Regions from separate parts of the Sus scrofa genome. Here region 2 is linked to region 1. A link is a contact called in public Hi-C data. All regions are on one chromosome and are shown on one strand. The core of a region is the stretch at or near the end of the contact, and the rest is flanking DNA. Distances in the headings are between cores, read along the strand shown.

What was found. Hi-C and Micro-C count contacts between places; a contact is called where the count stands out from the background.
Region 2: a Hi-C map of skeletal muscle shows a contact between it and region 1, with 7 times the contacts expected there. The contact joins the enhancer-like site here to the promoter of TCF4 in region 1. A contact is called at or near these places in 2 of 5 promoter capture datasets (fetal skeletal muscle and skeletal muscle), 7 of 47 Hi-C or Micro-C datasets (brain, embryonic fibroblasts, fetal heart ventricle and 3 more) and 1 of 2 datasets of contacts at active chromatin or transcription factors (skeletal muscle).

What each region holds. Positions count from the first base shown.
Region 1 is chr1:105,078,202-105,081,351 of Sscrofa11.1, reverse strand. TCF4 (transcription factor 4) reads left to right here and starts at 1,433. Exons shown (of 20, transcript XM_021093491.1): 1 at 1,433-1,993.
Region 2 is chr1:105,314,223-105,317,372 of Sscrofa11.1, reverse strand. No RefSeq gene overlaps it. Among named protein-coding and RNA genes, the nearest start is that of TCF4, 240 kb to the right of the region's middle. Within about 2 kb of position 1,427, at least 11 of the 83 cell types and tissues checked have an H3K27ac peak or open chromatin away from gene starts, as enhancers often do. A contact at or near this core is called in fetal skeletal muscle and skeletal muscle, where this site is marked.

The DNA.
Region 1 (3,150 bases), core at 184-2,683:
TTACATCATCTCAGTGTAGCCGATAGAGAATCTGAGAATCAGAGATAGTGCTTGTGATAATGCAGCATAAAGTAGTGTCTAAATGTAAAATTTTATTTTAAGATAAGAACACGGAATGGGTAGGAAAGACAGAGATCTGCACAGTGTGTGAAGAGACAGGAAACAACCTATAAATGCCCCAATTCTTGTTCCCTAAAATTTGCATATGAACAAAAGATCATGAAAATTGATCAGAACTCTTGTCACTGGCACAGAATTGCATTGCATCAGAAAATGGAGATTAGGACGTTCCCATTGCCAGATGGTATAGGAATGTGGCTGGATGTTGACTCTAATTGAAGACAGCCTGCCTTCCAAGGTGGGCGCTATCACTTAATAAAGTTGTGTAATTTAGGCAAGTTTGTACCACTTCCTAAATGGCCCTGGGTCAAGTAGTAGCACAAACTCCACAGAGTCACTCTCAGGATTGAAACAGCTAATATTTGAGAAATTCTTAGAACAGTGTCTGGCACATAGTAAACATGTAAGTGCTAACCTGTCATCATTACTTGCATTTCTCCAGTGGGAGGACTAAAAGCTATTATTTTGGAGTAATCTCCATTTCAAATCCCATGGGCTAGATTAGAGATATCAGTTGGTTTAGCGAGGAATTAGAGATGGAAAGGGAAGATTTCTTTCGGGGCGGCTCTATCTTTATCCTTCTAAGTCGTAGGAAATTCATAAAGCGGGCGTTTGTTATTTGCATTGCACAGACCAGAAAACTGGCTAGAGAAGGTAGAACTCTGGGCCAGAACTACACGTTGAGTAAGGAGTGGGTCACGGTAAAACTGGTCTCAGTTTAAAGGGAGTAAAGGAACATCTTCTCCCAGTAGACTTCTGGACTTGAAAAGTTCTCACTTTTCCGGGGGTGCCTAGAAAAAAGGGTGAGGGCCCTGCAGGAGAGGACCCACATTGCTCTCGAAGCCCAGGCGCTACAACTTGGCTCAGTGGCCTCTTTCTGCGTCACCCACGCCTCGCTAAGAGCACCAGCTTCACTTTGCAGGAGATCCAGGCTCGACCTTTCCGTTGGGGAGGCCGATGTGGCCTCTCTCGGCCTCCCTTTCCCGATCCTCCCTCAGGGTATCTGACTCCTCTGTGCAAGTCTTAAAGAGTTTAATTACTTAATTGATTTGCAAACTACACTTTGGAGTCAAAGAACTGAGAAGGGAAAGCACCGGGAACTTTAAGCAACGCGCAGGAGCACAGGGCCCGCGAATGGCTCCAGCCTCGGGAGCCCTGGCAGTTCAGCCCTCACGCGCGACGCCGGCCTGAATCCAGCCACCCACCTCCCGTTCCGGAGGAGGCGTGGCCCGCACGCGCCGCCATCTTGATCGCCTCTCTAGGCGCTCTGTTTACTACTCTATGGTCGCCCGCTCCCGCCCCGCCCCTCCCCAGTCATTGTCTGGAGGAGCAGCCGCGGCCGCAGCGCCTTCTCTTTATAAGCCCGCAGTGCCCGGATGTGAATGGATTACAATGTATCTTTCAGGGAAACCTATTATTATCAATGTGACTCCACAGGGGAGTCAATGGTGATGATGATGAGGAGGAGGAGGATGATGATGATGAGACACCTCTAAACTTGGAACAAGTTTAAGACTTTATAAGAGGAGAAGAAAAAAAAGCACCACCAAGACTTGTTTGAGGAAAAATCATAACTATCCTGTATTGCTATTTTTTATAAACAATAAGAAAAAGTTGTCGGATTTTTTTTTTTAATGATTTCTTTTTGGGGGGAGGGAATTTTGTTGCAGTTTTATGGTGGAAAATGCAAAAACCAGAGCCAGGTGCATAATCTTGTATTTTGTGGATATCCCTGGAGCAGAACTGAGTACCAGTTAAAATACTTTTTTGGGGGATACACATGTGAGATACTAAGTACTTGCAGAAGATTTTTGTCTCTCTTTTTAAAGTCACTTTCCTTGGAATATTGTGAGAATATTTGTGGCCATTTAAGGTAACGTTACAATTTGCTGTCAGAGTAAACTGTTTGTAATTGAATTTAATTTTTAAAATGTAGATCCCAGTGTTTAATTAAAACAAAAGGAACGACCTATTAAATAATTGCCAATGAGAAAAAGTGTGTGCATGCATTCTGTGTATGTACTCGCACCTCTAGCAATAACAGGGTTTATAAAGTGTGTGTTTTAACCCATGTTAAAATAGCGTATGTTGGATATACTTGATAAAGCACGTTTGTTATTATGAAACGATAGATTTGTGCAGCTTAATTTTAATCCTAAAAAGTGATGTGAAAAAAAGTATGTTTTAAGAGCATGCAGGGCCTGTAATGGTAAATGTTGAATTAAAAACTTAAAGTGCTGGCGAACGAGGGCTTAGCGTGCCTAGGAACTCAAGTGTAAAAACAAAACAACACCAACCCTCAAAAATTGTCTTTTATTTATTTATTTATTTTTTGGCGAAGTTAGCAGTTATACTATTCTGTGACTTTACAGGGAGGGGAAAGAAAGTATGTAATTTAGGTTTCGCCCCCAACGCAGAAGTACCGACATGAAAATCTCCCCAGCAAAATGTGGCTTGGTTTATATCTAGAAAAAGAAAAATATTGTTCCTCTTGGCAAAGTCTTTTTGCATCACGTGTATTTGCAGCCTAGTATAAACTTGCTTTGCCGTGTGTGTGGATGTGTGAGTGAGAGGGAACGAGAGTCAGAGAAAGAAAGAAGTGAGGGGATGTAAACTCGAATAAATTTCAAAGTGCCTCCGATGGATGAAACGGGCAAAAACTGAACTGTTCAGGCTTCAGATTGTAACTGACGATCTGAGGGAAAATGAGGTGCTCGATGAAATTTCGTTTGTATTTTTTTTTTTTTTTTCTTTTGCGAGGCGGGGGAGGTGTTGAGATTTTTTTTTTTCCCCTCGGGGGGGTGGGGGTGCATCCCATCCACTCCGACCCGAGCGAGCCGCGTCTCCCCGCCGGAGCCCCCCCACCCATTTCTTTGCTGAACTTGCAATTCCGTGCGCCTCGGCGTGTTTCCCCCTCCCCCCCTTCCCTCGTCCCCTCCCCTCCCCGGAGAAGAGAGTTGGTGTTAAGAGTCAGGGATCTTGGCTGTGTGTCTGCGGATCTGTAGTGGCGGCGGCGGCGGCGGCGGCGGG
Region 2 (3,150 bases), core at 178-2,677, 240 kb before region 1:
CTTGAGCACCAAATTCATATGCAGAAATCCAAAGTCACAGGGGCTGGGGTAGTTACTAGTATGCTCTTCTTTTGGTTTTAAAAGGAAACTATTTCCTTTTTTCTGCAAGTTGTTTACAAAATAGCACAAAGACAGCAAACAACATTAAATGATCAAGTTTCCATGTTTATAGGTAGGTTTCTGACTGCATGAAAGCAAATGTAAAATGAGAATTTCCTAATAGATGCTTTCAAAATCTCCAAGAATTGCAAAGCAGCTTTTCTTATCAAAGTGCATTCAAACCAGTCCTAAGATTGTCTAGAACCCTTATTCACAGAAAACAAAAACCCTCCAAATAATGTATAAACATTTACTTTTATGAAGAAGGGAAATACTGATGCATGCCCACTGGTTTATTACAATTGACATTCCTAAGGATTCAGAGCGCAGTAATACATATGATTGTACAATCATCAAAAGAAGGACTTAGAAGAATTTCCTATCGACTTGATGGATAACACAGATTTTCTAAGATTTGGGTAAAAATTGCATATATTTTCTTTCTACAAGAATAAATATCTACATGTGAATTTCGCTAAAATAGAAAAAAAGAGTGCTTAAACTGAGAGAGCCGGAGTCAGATGTTTTTTCCTTATTATGCTTTTGAATGCTACAGAATTGGTTACTGGATAGGCTTGGGAGTTTTTTTAGTAGAAAAAAAATCACAAAAATGTTTTAATAATGCATACCTAACGTTTATTTTCTTATTAGTAATTGTTATGAAACCAGAATGCTTTGCCAGCCTATCCAACTGCACCTGTTACTAGATATTTCCAAGAGACTCACACACCAATTTTGCCTGAGTGCACTGGGTGTATTTCCCGTTGTTTTGATTGTACAGTCAGGGCACAGGCAGTTTGCATTCAAACAAGAGGGCACGTTTTATTCAAAGAGGGAGAGTGATGTCCTTGGAACTCCAACCTTAATGAAACATTTTTCAAAAGGATACGCTGATTGGAACTGGGGCAAGAGCCAAAGAGAGACGTCCGGAGAGAGAAGGGTGAGTGCATGATTGAGAGGAAGGAAATGGATTAGATCAGCAAACCCAAACGACAGGATCCCAAGAGATTTCTAAAAACAAACAAACAAAAAAACTGTATGAAGTCATTACAGGCACACCGCATCCATCTTGCGGGGTAGATGCATGCTCCAGAGTGCAAAGAAAGTTTGCCCCTCCAACCTGAGTCTCTGCAGAATTCTAAAGATTCCCCCACCATCTTAAGAGCCTTCAGTCCCAAACTGCTTAAAGGATGATTGGCTGAAGTTCCTCTGACTAATTTTGGCAGAAGTCACATTTCTAGCTGGTTGATTTGGGCATCAAAACGCACCGATGTCTTCGGACATCTGTACTAGAGAGACACCCTTATGCTAAAACCCGACTCCAGCACTCCCCTTACAAAAATAGCACGTTTCCGTTCATGCGGAACGCTGATTAGACTCTCCCAACACAACTCATACTTTTTAAAAGGCGCGTCAGAATTTTAAAGTGCATTAAATAAAGGGCATTGGCACATTAATGCAGCTCCGTTTGAGGAAAGATGCTGCACAATTTCCGCTGAACCATCGTGCAAACCTTCAATAAAGAAAGTTCTCAGAGGGAAAAAAAAATACACACAGGCACACATCCTCGATGTGGAGAACAGTGTCCTTGGGAACTAAATAACTTAGATGGATATAAAACTAAGCCTTTAAGGTGCTTTGTTTCACATACTTAAGGCAGAGCATGACTCCCCAGGGGATGGTTGTTTTGCTAACTTATTTAAAATATTCTATTTTCCCTGCAGCTGTTGCCTGCATGGTAGGAAGACACAGGATAGTCTGCTTGGTGATTTTTGAAGATAGATGTTACTTTCTCCTATGTCTAAATGTACATTTAGAAGAAACAAATGGCTTTCTGTATTAAGGGCTTTTCAAAATGACTGTGGTGTTGTCAACAAGCTGGAGGAGTTGCAGGGACAGTGTGACAGGTGGATTAGATCCCTCTTAGCCTTGGCTCTTGCTCACTCATCCCTGGCAGAGGTGCTGATGTAGTTTATGCCACAGAAGATAAAGGTTCTGCGCATGCAGAGTCCAGATATTATGTGGAACACCCAGGGTACAGCTCTGTGCCATGATCCCCATGCCTGCTAACAGTGGCAGAGAAAATACCAGATAGGGGGAGGGCACATACACCCAAGCCCAAATTAGGCAGCTTTTCAAGGCTGGAAGAGACTTAATTGAATGGCTGCAAAAGCAGCCCTAGCAGCTGGAGAGACTTGTTCGGCGGCTTTTACTCCATGCTCGAGTGTGTTTCCAAGTTTAACTTCTTGGAAAAATAAGGAAACTGAAAAGATAGGGGAAAAAATTCCTTTTATAGCAAAAAATAGTGACAACTGAACACCTTAAGAGCTTTTAGAGCTCGTTTGGGTTGGAAAGAAATATCTTTCGGTTCTACAGTCCTACATCTTTTTTCTATTTCCTAAGCCGATGTCAGTTACACTTATTGTCAGTTTGGAACATGGAAAAGACAAAACAAAAGAACTTTGCTCTGAGCAACGTTAATAACAGCATTGGCCTTCTGGATGGTGGAACTGCTCCCAGCAGAAAGATCTGGTAGCTAAGCCGGCCCAGATGATTAAACTGGAAGGGTTACTGAAGTTCATGGCTTAAGTAATGGCTTTCACCTGTAGGCTTCCAGCCACAATCAATAATTTTGCCAAGAGAAACCCACAAAGTGCTCAATGGGACATAAGCAAGTCTCCTTTCTAAATCACAGGTGGTACCATCATGCCTAGTCACTGATGTTCTTTCATGCCAGATAATTTCACTGGCTTCTTGCTCTTAAGAGCTGCCATCTCTTAACTCTTCTCTTCTTTATCCCATGTCATTTGTCTACTATAACTGATCCAGATTTTCCACTAAAACTGTAAACTGCCCCAAACTAGACCAACCAAGATAGGGTGAGAACAGATGAGGTCAGCAGAAATATTTACTGGGCACTAATAGTTTCCAGTCCTAAGATTTTTTTTTTTTAGTCAAAAAAATTTTTTTCTAGTCAAAATTCAGGGATCAAAGACCAAAACTGTCACACCCCTAGGAGAATAGGTATTCATCCCCCCACCACCAAAGCAC